3 separate regions of the Mus musculus genome follow, and regions 2 and 3 are each linked to region 1. A link is a contact called in public HiChIP or PLAC-seq data. All regions are on one chromosome and are shown on one strand. The core of a region is the stretch at or near the end of the contact, and the rest is flanking DNA. Distances in the headings are between cores, read along the strand shown.

What was found. HiChIP or PLAC-seq counts read pairs in DNA pulled down with a chosen protein or histone mark.
Region 2: an H3K4me3 HiChIP or PLAC-seq map of forebrain shows a contact between it and region 1, with 4 times the contacts expected there. The contact joins the promoter of Rnf220 here to the enhancer-like site in region 1. A contact is called at or near these places in 15 of 39 promoter capture datasets (the 3T3-L1 cell line, the C10 cell line, the HPC-7 cell line and 8 more), 1 of 15 datasets of contacts at CTCF or cohesin (the NIH/3T3 cell line), 33 of 484 Hi-C or Micro-C datasets (B cells, LSK cells, bone marrow-derived dendritic cells and 15 more), 38 of 115 datasets of contacts at active chromatin or transcription factors (T-cell acute lymphoblastic leukemia, bone marrow-derived macrophages, craniofacial prominence and 20 more) and 3 of 9 other capture datasets (adipose tissue, liver and pancreatic islet).
Region 3: a contact with region 1 is called in an H3K4me3 HiChIP or PLAC-seq map of embryonic midbrain, with 4 times the contacts expected there. The contact joins two enhancer-like sites. A contact is called at or near these places in 3 of 39 promoter capture datasets (cranial neural crest, maxillary cranial neural crest and second pharyngeal arch cranial neural crest), 6 of 484 Hi-C or Micro-C datasets (LSK cells, embryonic fibroblasts, embryonic stem cells and 3 more), 23 of 115 datasets of contacts at active chromatin or transcription factors (bone marrow-derived macrophages, craniofacial prominence, differentiating embryonic stem cells and 12 more) and 1 of 9 other capture datasets (adipose tissue).

What each region holds. Positions count from the first base shown.
Region 1 is chr4:117,281,717-117,286,235 of GRCm38.p6, forward strand. It overlaps Rnf220 (ring finger protein 220), which reads right to left. Exons shown (of 15, transcript NM_025739.3): 7 at 4,213-4,256; 8 at 3,663-3,795. Among named protein-coding and RNA genes, the nearest start is that of Gm12843, 5.4 kb to the right of the region's middle. Within about 2 kb of position 1,790, at least 55 of the 459 cell types and tissues checked have an H3K27ac peak or open chromatin away from gene starts, as enhancers often do. A contact at or near this core is called in cerebellum, cortical glia, differentiating embryonic stem cells and 3 more, where this site is marked.
Region 2 is chr4:117,495,041-117,499,559 of GRCm38.p6, forward strand. It overlaps Rnf220 (ring finger protein 220), which reads right to left and starts at 2,012. Exons shown (of 15, transcript NM_025739.3): 1 at 1,643-2,012. Gm12827 (a long non-coding RNA gene) reads left to right here and starts at 697. Exons shown (of 5, transcript XR_868034.2): 1 at 697-1,688.
Region 3 is chr4:117,478,534-117,483,052 of GRCm38.p6, forward strand. All of the region lies in intron 2 of Rnf220 (ring finger protein 220), which reads right to left. Among named protein-coding and RNA genes, the nearest start is that of Gm12827, 15 kb to the right of the region's middle. Within about 2 kb of position 2,443, at least 19 of the 459 cell types and tissues checked have an H3K27ac peak or open chromatin away from gene starts, as enhancers often do.

The DNA.
Region 1 (4,519 bases), core at 540-3,039:
TTTTTGGCAACTAGGGCTCACATCTTGGCCCATACCTGTGGAGTCACACCTTGCACACTCTTGTTTCATAATCTGTTGGTTACCTTATCAACAGTTATTAAAAAGAACTGTGCTGAAGCTGCCTCTAGCTGCTGTTCTCTCATAATCGCAGGGTGCTTAGACCCAGCCTTAATCTAAGACAAGAGACCCTAGGCAAGATCTGGCGGGGCAGCAGCCCTCATAACCACTACCTTAGCACCCTCCCCACCCCAAGACACACACAGACTTTGTATCTCTGGCTGGTCTAGAACCAACTATGTAGACCAAGGTGGCCTTGGAATTAGAGACCCATTTGTGTCTGCATCAGGAGCGCTGGGATTGAGAAGAGAAATACTGTCTCTAACCTACGTCACCCTGAAAGGGGCTTCAGCCAGGGCTCAAAGACAAAGGTGCACACACTTGCCACTTCCTGAGCATCATCCTGGGAAGTGAACCATCTTACCACTCCTGGCCCACAACATAACAGCCACCTTATTTAAAACTAATCTTTTCCACATCCTTTTGAGCAGACTGATCCTTCTAGTTGTACTGAGTTCTGGCTTCCCCAAGTCTGGACAAGTGAATTCTTACTGGCAACCGATACAAGGGAGGACTTACAGCCCAGCACCCCACACCTCTAAGACAGAGGAGGTAGGGAATAAGAGGAAAATCGAGCCCTTACTCATTGGTCACATGGCTCCTTGAGGATGGAGGTCACATGGTCACAGTTATCCCAAGGCTGCCTCCCTTGTGGCCCATTTCTCTAGCCTGAAGACATCTCTTCTGCCTAGGTTTGGCAGAGTATCCCAGAAAAGCACCTTTTACCCTAATTGTTGTATCTTTAGATGAAGCACTGGGCCCTGGGTTCTGCCCATATGCAACACCACGAGCAGTGCAAAAGACCTGAGGTTTCAAGTGAGCAGGCGGCAGCGGAGTGCACAGCCCAGAGTGCTCTGAGACCCGAGGGTCAGACGAGCTGCTCTCTACAAGACTTTCCTCATTTCCCCAGGCTTTATTTCTGTTTCTTAATCTGTTTGTACTGGGAGGCAGAGGCAGATGAAACTCGAGTCTGAGGCCAGTGTGGTCTACACAGCGAGTTCCAGGTCAGCTGGGGTGACATAGTGAGATCTCCTCTCTAAATAAATAAGAATCTATTTGTAGACCGACCTCCCTCGACGTTCTCTTGCTCTCTTTTGTCCTGAGACATTGACCCTCCTTGTCATTAACCCCAGGCTCTCAAGCTCACAGCCTGTTCTTCTGAGCCAAGTGTCTTCACCATGACTCTTGCTAGACCACTGCCTAGATTACATTCAAGGCAGCCGGTCTGACCATGTAGGAAGCTCTGTTGAGGATGACGAGGGGACCCTAGTCTGGGAGGGGGGACAGAGGAATGAAGGGATGCAGGGACTTATCACAGTTCTTCAACTCTTTCATATCTAACAAGGACAGCAATCTCTGCTGTCAGCATGCACAGGACGGCTTAAATGGGCCTCGCTACTCTCCTGCTCATCCTGCCTCTGCCTCCCTCTCTGAAGTCGGCCGGGCAGCTTCTTCGGCTGGCGTTATCACTCCCTCTAACCGGTCTTGGCAGGCAATCTAATTCCTCCTGAAAAGGTCACCGCCATTTTAACTGCCTTTCAATCACATTAAGCAGGAGCTGCCCAGCTTGCGGCCCAGCCCGCCCGGCGGCGATCAATGCACTGCACTGACACCAGCAGCCTGGCAGGGCCACACCCAACCCCCCCCCCCAAGAGTTGGGCCTATTGGTCCTGGCCAGGGAGGGTCGGCTGACAGATGGCCAGCTTTTGCAGATGGGCTTCAGGGGCAGAGGCAGTCAGGATCAGCCAGGGCCTCTCTTTGATAGCCCCTCCCATTGAGGAGGCTCCACTTTCTGCCTCGTGGCCCCCGCTGATCTCGCTGTAAAACAGCCTTTCAAGTTAGCCTGTCTTTTGACTGCACTAAGCTGTTTAAGAGGCGGCAGCAGCTTCTATCAGGAAAGCTGGAGCAATTCTCTGCAGATAAAGGCCCCTCCGGCCCCATTCCCTCTTCAAGTCTCATTCTCGCTCTCCAAATCGCTCAAAGAAAAGCCCTCTTTGAACTCTCCTCAGGAATTCTTGAAAGGATCAACCTCGCAGTGTAAACACACCCAGAAAGATGATACCTACCCGAGGCCCGAGAGCCTCTGACACCCATCTGCTGGCACATCCCATGCAGAAATGGCTTTGCTTAAGCAGTGGGCCCTGTGCAGCCTGACCCATTCAGACACTCCAGGAGCCCAAGAGCCACAGGGTCCTGTTCCTTGCCAAGAAACCTAAGCAGCAGCTGCAGTTGGTGTGAACAGTTGCAACTGACAGCAGAGCTAATCTAGAACAGCCTTCCAGAACTGACTCAGCAAGACTGCCTTCTAAACCTGGTCACACACCCTAGCATCCATGTGCCTCATTCCTGGGCTCATGAGCGCCATCCTTCATTCTTGAGAGGCTTCAGACCTGCTAGAGCCCCAGGACAGAAATGCTCTGTGCAATGACAACTAAGGCTGCTTACCTAGGGGGTGGCAACAGTTTGGTTTAACCCTCCTGATTTACGCTCTGACTTGTCTTCAGACTGGTGGGCACCATGCAACAAGCTCAGAGGCACAGTGCCCATCTGCACTGGATGGCACTGCAGAGACTTGATCTCACCGGAGACCAGGTGTCATGGCTCTACGGAGGCAAAGGCCCTCCTTCGAGCCTGCTGAGAGATCCCCCAAAGACCACACACAGTGGCCATCTCAAGGGTGTTGCCCAGAAAAACAGGAGGCAGATGGGATGCAGCCTGGCTCTCTTAATGACCACAAACTGCAGTGCCAGCTGTGCTTTACACAGAAAGAGTTAGAAGCCAAGAAGCAGGTACCTCTTTCTCTTGCCCATGGTGACAGAGCTTGACAAGAGGACACTGACCCTGGGCACCTAACCAATTCTTCTGTCTCATCTAGGGAGCCAACCCTTGTCTCAGGAGCTAGGAAGGGAGCAGAGACGGGTAGGGCCCTGAAGACTCTTCGGCAGCGATTGGGGAGAGCCCAAGGGAAGCAGGGAGCAGCTGAGCCCAGGCCCCTCTTCCTTCAGGGCAGAGGGCGCCATGGGAGAAGAGATGGGATCAGAGCTAAAATTAGATTCACCAATGAAGCTCATGGGAGGTCAAATTTTGCCATAACTCACTCTCTCCTCTGTAACTGATTTCCCTGACACAGACCTGGGGAGGAGGAGGAGGAAAATGCAATGTGTTTGCCTAGAAGCCCTGAGGGCCCCTAGTGCTGGAGGTGTACAGCAGGTTGCTGGATTCTCATTTATCAGCCTTAAGAGGGATGGAGTGATAAATGCATAACCGTCCCTTTAATATTTTATGCAGGTGCTAACGCGGCTTGGCTGTCACCTTCAATGCATCACCCGAGGCTGAGAGCCCCCCTCGTCACTGCTAGCTTGCAGCCTCACAATTCCATTTCCCCACCCAAATACAACCACTTTAATATGCACATCACAGGCGGGCAGCACGGTCACAAAGGAGCCCCACGAGCAAGAGCTCCCACGTGGTGGAAATGATGACCAGCTACCAGAAGTGACCTGGTCACCAGAGTGCCACCACCCAAGTTGTCAGCTGCTTTATACCTCGGAAGCCACCTTCCAGGAGTGTGGTGGCCCGTATCCGCTTCTGCCCACACCACTCATATTCCTCAAAGCGGTTGCTGTCCGCATGCTCGATGTCCACAGCATCATCTTCAGCCATGCAGGAGCCTTCCCTCTGTGAAGAGCAGAGCAGGGTCATGCAGCGCCCAGGCCATCCATCCCTACAGCTCCCACAGCCTGCAAGGAAGGCACAGCCCTAGCCCCTGCTCAGGATACCAAAGGGCTCCCGTGAAATACACTCAATATGGCAATCAAAGACCTGGGCCTCTTCCCCAGAATTTTCCACGGGAGCCCAAACAGGGAGTGAGTGAGTGGGAATGAAAGCAGAGGAGAGCCAAGAGCAGAGTGGCTGCGGAGAGCCCAGGGAGAGCCCAGGAGCCCAGAGATGAGGCGCAGTCAGCAGCAAGTGTCAGGGGAGGGGAGGAAGGGAGGTGGGCGGCCACAGCCCCTCTACCTTAGCCAGGCAGTGCTCCACATGCCTACTCATCTCCTGCTCCGATCCTGCCAGGGGGCGGCTGCACAGGGGACATACCTGCCCTTCATCTTGCTTCCTCCGTTTCATTTTCCCAATCCGAGCTGCATGGAGAAACAGAAAATAAGGCACAAAAATAAGCGGATGCTCACTGTAGCTCCATACTAGAGTATCGCAGGAGAGCTGACACACCCTGCCCTGCTGCCGGCCATCGGCCTTTTGTTCAGTGCCTCGTGTCCTCAGGGGCCTGGACTTGCTCCTTGGTGGGCAAGAAGTGTCTACTCAAGAGCAGCACACCCTTCCGAGCTGCAGTGCTCAAGTGAGTCCAGCAGGCAGAGATACTCCGTGTAGTCATGTATGTCCCCAG
Region 2 (4,519 bases), core at 762-3,261, 210 kb after region 1:
GAGCCGCGCCCCATCCGGGTGGCCCTGGCCCTAAGCACTCCAGCCACCCGATGTGCGTCCGGCCCCCCCGGCCCAGGCCCCGGGGCCTTGACTAGAGCGGTGACCCGGACCAGAGAAGGCAGTGCGTTCTTAATGGGAAGGGAGAATGTGTCCTCTGCTTTCCAACACCCCGAGACCTCGTCACCTCGGGGCTCCAGCACGCCCTGGCGGGCCACGGTCACCCGGGCCTCGAGCTCTTGCCGGGGATACTGTAGCGCAGGACGAACCTCGCATCCCTAGATGGCCTCGCCACCGTGGGCGGCCTCGCCCGGGGGGCCATACGGAAGCTCTCTGCCCAAGTTTGTTGTGCCCTGGAAGAAAAGCCTTTCTCTTACAAAACACAAAGGCGAAACGCCCAGGCCGAGCCCTGAAAAGCTTCGGGTTGGGGGTGGGGGGGCGGCCGGAGGCTCCGGCGCGCGGTGGCTGGGACGGGCTCCGCCGGGCGGAGGAGGTCGCTCGGCCCCGAGTGACGAGCGCGGCGGCGGTGGCCGCAGGACTGCAGCAACCGGCGTGCTCGCTGAAAAGTTTTGCTCTCAAGTCGGAAGAAGAGAAATTGTTACTCAGTTTAAGGCAGGTAGAAGATGTAAAAAAAAAAAAAAAAAAAAAAAAAAAAAAAAAAAAAAAAAAAAAAAGAAAAAAGAAAAGAAAAGAAAAGAAAAAAAGAAAAAGAAAAAACACCACACACACAAAAAGCAAGCTCGTGATTTTACAAGATCGTCCTCCCACCTCGCTCCTTATAATCGCTGGAAGAGGGGATCCCGCCCCCCCACCCCCAATCCCAGGAGACCGGCACGGAACGCGTTACTCTAAGGCCGGCCAGTCCAACCCAGTGGAGCTGGGAGTTTACCGGTTACAGATAGCACGGTTCACCTCAGTGGCAGCACCTGCCTTCATCCTGCAGGCGGAGGTTTTCCCCATCCCACCCCCACCGCACCCCCCGGCTCTCCTTCTCCATCCTTCACACCCGTCCTCGTCAGGAAAAAGTAAGCCGAGCCTCTGGGGACCCCAAGGCTCCGGAGCCTGCGGGGTACCCCACCGGGTCGGCAATGTGTTGTGCGGCTGGGATCGTTTCTCAACAGATCGCCCCTTTCCTATCCCGCCCGCCGCCTGAGAGTCCCCACTGAGTAACACTCAGACCGGGCCCGCGGAAATCACAGCGGGGTGCACCGGGAAGCCGGGCAGGAGAGCTTACTCGCGGTCGACCCAAACAAAGTGGAAATGGGGCTTATAAAAAGATGGAGAAGTCCTGCTCCCTTCCCCTGGCTATCCCCCTCGCCCTCCCTACTTGTCCAATTCCAGCGTCTGGTCCCTCCCCCTTGCACCCCCCAAATAAAACACATTAAGGAAAACTCAAGACGGAAAGTTTGAGTGAGGCAGCGCACTGAGCGCGCCGGGCACCGACAGCCAAGGAGGCTCGGTCGCCAAGATCTAAGACGCGGCAGTGCAGGTCCCAGTCCCTGTCCCTGTCGCAGGGGAGCCGCCCGAATCCCTGGGAGACCAACCCCGAAAGTTAGCCAGGTTCCTCAGCAACCCGGCCACCCTCGCGCCCACCCCTCTTGTGTACGCACACGCATCCACACCCCTTTCTGGGCTCCGTACTTGCCGTGGAAATTCCTGGGGAGAACGATCGCACTTTTCAGGACACCAAGGTAAGAAGACGGAGAGTGTGGTGCATGAAAAGTCCCGGGTGCGCAGAGCCGGCGGGGGCAGCGGCGGCGGTGGTGGCGGCAGCGGCAGCAGCAGCAGCAGCAGGCGGCTGGCCCCGGGTTTGTGCTCGCGAGCTGCCTGGGATTGCATGTACAGATCAAGAGACTCTGTTGGTGTGAGAGAAGAGCAGTGCTGCCTCTCAGCGCTGGCTCTAATCAGTGAATGAGCCTCCACTCTCCCAGGGACTCGGAGGCGCACACACACGCGCGCGCGCACACACACACTCACACACACATGCACGCACACATTCTCTCACACTCACACACATACAGGCACTCTGAGCACTGAATACATTAGGGTACTAAGGGACTCTGGGAAATGGAGTCCAGACCCCGGGCACTCCGGGAGAGCAGCCCTGGCTGCCCTCACTAGAGGGCTGGATGGTCTTAGGTGGCCCGCCCAAGTGGAAACTAGAGAGGTCTTTTGCCTTTGTTTACATCTCTCCTCCTTTCCCTTCGGAGAAATCTGACTGACCGCGATTCTTTTTTGAACTAAAGTGACCAAGGGGAAATGGCTAAATCTTTTAAGCCTGACGTCAGGGCTGCTCGCTGACCACCAAACCTTGGCTCCAACATAAAACTCTACCCTTTCCCCCCCACCCCCCGCCCCCGAAAGATCCTACCTGCTGTGTAGTGCTTCGAATGTTTAGTGCTTTGAATATTACTTTGGGTCTTTGCCTATAAAAATAAAATTGTAAGTGAATATGAATAAAACTGACATTTAGACAGAGAGGAAAAGGGGCCTAGTTTAACACCCAGATTTGTGAATAAAAATTTCCCTGGTGTCACTGATGTTTATAATATAGTTCTTTCTCTTCAAATTGTTAATTCATGAGGTATAAAAAGATATATTGGGGAAATAGAGAATTAACATTATTGAGAACCTTCTAAGACCCAAGCTATGAGTCCAAATGTCATTCCACAATCTCATTTAGCCCTTTAATTCTGGAGATAATATTTCTAGTTTTTAAAAAGAAGAAACTGAGGCTGGGTTTTGTGACTTACTTCTAGGTACACAGCTAACAGGGAAGGCAGGTAGGCCCCGCTGAGAAGGCAAAGCCCAGCTGAAAGCTAATCCTGGCCTCTGAAGTAATTCCTTTGTTTTGTGGCTTGGTTTCTAAAAAGTCAGGTTTCTCATCTGGAAAAAATTTCTCTTCCCTAGGATACATGAGGATAATCCATCCTGCGAAGAACCTCCCAGGATTATAGTCTAAACCAGAATGAGACCAATATTCCATTCTGATGTGACTTTTTCGTCCCTTTTTCTCATGTTTAACATGTGCTTAAGTTTGTATAGAACTGGGCTCTGTGGTTGATGCCTGTAATCCCAGCACCCAGGAGGCAGATGCAGGAGGACTGCTGAAAGTCCCAGCACAGCCTGGTCTACACAGGGAGTTCTAGGCCAGCCAGGGCTAGGAGTGAGACTCTCAACAAAAGGTACTAGCTAAGTTCCTGTGTGGTGATTACACTTAAAATGTTTAATTAGCAGCTCTTTAAATGAGCAGCTAATAGGCTCACCTAGACTTCTGTGACCATGACTACCTCCATTCACAGGATTCAATTGGCTTAGGGACTTCTAAGCCTCTAGCCATACCAGTCATGCATTGGCACTATTGTTAATTAGACTGCTCTTTTCTGTTGAGTTATAAACGTTATGTGGGCAAGAACTATGCTTGATTTTTTTTTCAAGAGAATCATCTAAGTATCTGACAATGTCAGTATATAGGAGTATTAAAAATGAACAGATACAAGCCAGGCAGTAAAGGCTCTCACCTTTAGCCAGACAGGAGACAGAAGCTGTCAGATCTCTATGAGTTCTAGGTCAGCCTGGAGTACAGGGAGAGTTCCCAGGACAGCCAGAACTATATAGAGAAACTGTCTCAAGAACAAACAAACCAAAACAAATATGCCTTGAATGTGCAAGGCCATGGCTTAGATTAAAACAACAACAACAACAACCAATGACAACAAAACCAAACCAACACCCCCACCACCCCCAAATCCCACAGAACTCCTGTCCCTAAAGAACTAACCATCTAGTCAGGGACCAAAAGAACAGGTTAGAAATCAATGTAGCCACTGCTGTAATTAGGGTGACCATATATCTGTTGACCTGAGAAAAGTTTAATCATAAATGGGCCACTATTACTAATTATGTTGGGGTGACTAGTGAACAGAGGTTATCCTGGGCTGCATGTTGAGATGTCGAACACAAAATACTTCATCCATTAATTTAGCATGTATTTATTGAGCCCTGCCCTGCAGTATGCTGAAAGGACCAGGAGCCCCTTGCATTCCCTGGTAATTGAAATATGAGGCATTCAGCCCCAAGAGATAAGCAGAAGTGAGTCACAGCACAATAGCAAAGCTTTGTGTGCTAACCTGAGGAGAGTGGACCTCATCCCAGAGACACGAGAAACCCTGAGGTGTCCAACACGGTAGTCGTCAGAGGGTGAGCAGCCTGGAGGTAAGACGGCAGACATGGAGACTAGTTGAAAAGTCTGTGGCAGGTGACAGTTGAGAACGCCCCACAGGGGCAGTAGCTGTGTAGACTCTAAAGGCAGATTCAGCCAGACTGAACCGTGTTACCTCGGAAGATGAAAACAGATCCTTGTGGTGGGTTCTCATACTTACATCGCAGGATACTGTTCCTCCTGAGAGACTGCTTTCATTTATTGAGGCAGGATTTTACACTGTAGCCCAGGCTAGCCTGATCTAACTTGTGACCCCCCTGCTTCAGCCTCTCAGATTCCGGGATTGCTGACAAGCACTAC
Region 3 (4,519 bases), core at 1,193-3,692, 200 kb after region 1:
GTGCCAGGAATCTAGGTGCTTAGTGAAGGCCTGCCAAGTACTCTAAAGTCGTGAGACCTATCATATTTCTGTGGAGTACCAAGTATAGACTTGACCATGAACTTTGGTAAAAAGACAAGGGCCCTTATCTACCTGACTAAACACCAGCATGATAAGGCCTTTCCTTCTCTCAGGAAAAACATTGCTGGGTCCCTTATTCTCTGCCAAGTTTGGTTCTAGCTTCTGCTGGGATTTCTGATATTAAGATACACGTTATATGTCATCAGATACTATTTTATAGTGACTTATCTTTGGAAGGCTACTTTTCCGTTTTGTGTGTTTGTTTGTTTTGAGACACTATGTAGCCATGATTGGTCTGTTGCTCCCTATGTAGAATAAGGCTGTTCTCAAACTCATAGAGATCTACCTGCCTCTGCCTCCAGAGTATTGGGATTTCAGGTATGAATCACCATGCCTGGCTTAGAAGCTACTTTAAAAGCAGGGTCCTCTCTGGTGTTGGGCCTCAGTATCATCTAAACACCAAATGGATGCTGTCAAGAAGGCCTGAATACGGTACCATGGTTATCTGAGGTCACGTCTCAGATCCTACTGTGGAAAAATGGTATTCTCAGTTTAGTCAAGTCCCTTAGTCAACCCATGCCAGCTCTGGAGTCCTTTCTGCCATTCTCAGAGGCAATATTCCATAAAAAAAAAAACAAAAAACAAACCCCCCCCCAAAAAAAACCAAACCGTTGTCCCAAGCTGCTTTGACTAAATAACAGCCCGATTTCTGATATCAGCTTAAAGGTTGCCTGCTTCATAGATACCCGAATCTCAGATGAGATCAGCTACTCCTGCTTCTAATCCCATGCTGGCTTAGACTTCTCAGCAGTAACACCTTTCATAACGCTCTTCAGATGCTAGCTGAACCTTAAGTTCCAGGACAGCACAAGCGATGACTATCCCTCTTATTCACCCTTCCCTCCCCAGCACAGAGCCCAGTGCTAGGAACAATGTAGATGCCTGAGAAAATCGGGCTGAATGATCAACCCATGTATTCTCTACCGGTGACATGCTCTACCATCATTTCTACCATCCTCACCCACCAGCCAAGAGGAGGAAGCACCATTCTCTTTGCAGTACCAATATCTCACAGTAACAAAACTGAGCTCCCGCCAGGAGGTGCACACCTTTAATTCCAGCATAAAAGAGGTGGAAACTGGCGAATCTCTGCGTTCAAAGCTAGCCTGGTCTATAGGGCAAGCTTCAGGATAGCCAGGGCTATGCAGGGAAACCCTGCCTTGTAAAAAAATGAAAACAAAACAACAACAACACCCCCAAGTTTTCTAGGACCACGACAATGCAGAGACCATGATCAAAGTGTGATACTCCAAAGGGTAATAGACCTTCACCCAAAGCCCATGCCTATCAGCCTTGAGCCAGCTACCGCAGACTGCAAGGTCTCCTACAAGTGACCCAGCTCCTCCTGGTCTGAGTTCTCTCATGAAGTGACCAAGGGAGGAAAGCAAAGAGCTGTCCGCGTCACAGTGGGAAGACAGAAAGAGGTGGTGTTAGCAACCCTGTGGACAGGAAAGGGTTAACCCGGCATGTCAAGGTTCCCACCCCACCCTGTAAATCAGCCTTGACTGCTGCTGGGGTGAATGAAGCCCCACCAGGTCGGCCTGTCAGGAAGGAAGCCCATGCATCCAGACTTCTGTTGTTCTAAGGATTTTTTTTTTTAACTGCTCAGGAAGGAAGCCCAAGCCTAGCCCCTGCAACCCTGCTAATTCCTCCCCTCAGCGTGTACCACTGCCTTTGCCTCTGGAGTCACCTCCACTCCCCTTTCTTCTCTCCCACTATTCCTAAGGAATGGAACATTCTACCATTTGGACTTCAGTCTCAAAATTTGCCTTCCCTTCAAAACTGAAAATGAGCAGGATCTGGTGGCATGCTGTAATTCCAGTATAGAGCAAGCTGAGGCAGGAGGATCATTACAAGTCACAGGGAAGTTCCAGACTAGCCTGGGCCTCAGAGCGAATCCCTGTCTTAAAACAACAACAACAACAACAAAAACCCCACTTAAAATGAAGAATGCTCTGTATGTGTTTGCCAGCCACACACCTCTATGTCTGTGTGAGAAGAGAAACTGGTAACTGGGAGCAGAATTTGGTGGACCCATCATCCATGGAGATGCTGTGGCCCCTAACAGGGAGCCGCAAAGAAATCCATGGAGACAGCTAACTGCTAGCCAGTCTCTGGTGGCTGCCACTGACGCACACTTATGTGAACATGGGACCTTCCAAATATGAGCTACTGTCTTGAACCACAGCCTTCAACACAAGGTCCTCAGCTAGAGGGTTGGTCTCGTCCTTGTCCTTTCCCCACAGACGTGCAGAGTCATTCTCAGATGTTCCCTAGCCCCATGGGGCTTGCTTTGACAAAGAGAGAGGCACTGACTTTATTTGTGGCCCTGACTAATGGCAGCCAGGCCTCTTTTACTCCCTGGAGAATGAATACAGGCACTACATGCATAGGAGGTCTGTCCCCGCCTAGCCCCGCCCCCCCTAATCCCTCCCTGGCAGCCCCCCTGCCACAGAGCTGTGGCTGTATTTCTCTCCTGACCTGCAAGGCCCCTCCAAGCCCCATCCTAAGCCTCCCCCAAGCACAAACAATCCATCATGCCACAGGACTGTGACACACACAGATGGGGGGAGGTTCACGGATTTGTCTCACACAGGCAAGGAAGGGGGTGAAAGTGTCTGTGTAACTTAAAATCTACGGACGTACTAAAACTCTGGAACTCTGCATTCTAATACTAGTTAAATACCACGCTAGCAAATCTCATTAGGCAAGGCCCAAGCCACCATCACTCACAGATTCCAATTCGCTATTTATTCCCAACACTATGTGATAATGCAAAAGTCTTGACTAAGAAAGCATCATAAGACTGAGGTTCTTTGGCCTGGGCCACTGGATCTCTAACTTAATCAAGTCCCTTCTGGACTTGGACACCCAGTTTATCTAACTCTTCATATTTACTTGCTTGTGAATAAACCCAGGGTTAATCTTGGTGGCCGGATGATAATAAAGGGAAGTGAAGCAGCTGGCCATCACAGAAAAAGGCTTGATCCACAACCTCCCCCTCCCTCCCTCCCTCCCTCCTTACCTCTTTGTGTGTTACCATAGGTGGAGTGGGTGAGAGGGTCCTTTGCACATGCTGGCCGCTAATGACCCCTCCGTGTTTGGCTACACTGGGGTTTCTATCAAGGAAGAATCATCTACCACATCGTCCTGGGAATGACAGCCATCATTACATATGGACACTTAATGGTTATCTATGGATCTGTGATCATTCAGTCCTTCACAACAACTTTGTTAAAGGCTGTGTGAGTCCCAACCTGCAGGTAGGAACACTAAAGCCTGGACAGGTTAAGTAATTTGCCTAGCAAGTAAGCTAAAGGGTCGTAACTCAACTCCGGAGGCTGCGTTCATTGACTATCACATCCTACTGCCTCTTAGCCTTCCCTGTGAAACTCCTTCAAGTTGAAGCTCAAGGGGCCCCGCCCAGCTTTTATTCCCTCTAACAGGTATTTATTATGCAAGGCTGCTCTGACTTGATTTAAATCAAACTCCAAAAAAAAAAAAAAAAAAAAAAAAGCAAGGTCAAATGAGAGTAATACAGGATTAGCTGGCACCTAAATGAGAATCATATACCTGAAAATAAAGCAGAGGCCTTTCTGGGGCTGCTCCTGCTCGCCCTCACCCCACCCCCAGCTCTGTCCCTGCTGCTCTGAGATAGATGCAAAGCTATCAGTCTCAGCCACAAATGGATGTCAGTAGGGAAAGACAGTTCTCATGAGGTGAGCCACAGAAGGCTTACTGAGTTTGCTGTCTCTTGACACCGTACTACAGGGTCCTGTCATCCGGCCCCCCACTTCAGTTCCACACTGACCATGGAACATCGGAAAGGCCAGACGGTTCTATGTGTCTACATAGCTCCCAAATTGCTCCATTACTTCCAGCTTCAACCAGAATCTAGACAAAAACTTTTAAACACACACCCAAAGGAGATAGGTGTAGAACCTGGGTCTCTGAGCACCATACTGTGGGAATGCATATGGAAAGAAGACACTCCACTCTTGAGTTCCCAGAAGGTTAGGAGGAAAAAAGTAAAATCTCAATTATTTTTATGTTATGGGAGTGTTTTACTACCCCCAAGTAATCAGTAAAATAAGTCTGTGTCTGAAGAAAAGATTTCACATATTTCCTGAAAAAAATCTCCCCACCTTTATGGTCATCAAGTGCAAGGCCTAAGTGAGGCCTCCTTCTTGACTTGAGCCTGCATATCTTTAGAATTAGTGTGGTCTTATAGCGCATGCATAGCATGCTAATGGGAACTTCAAAGTCTAGATTGTACCTAGATCCATATATTTGACCTTATCTAAAATGTACAAGCCCTTTGATATGCTTGTCACCACTGCAAGAAACACATACACACACACACACACACACACACACACACACACACACAGAGCCCTCA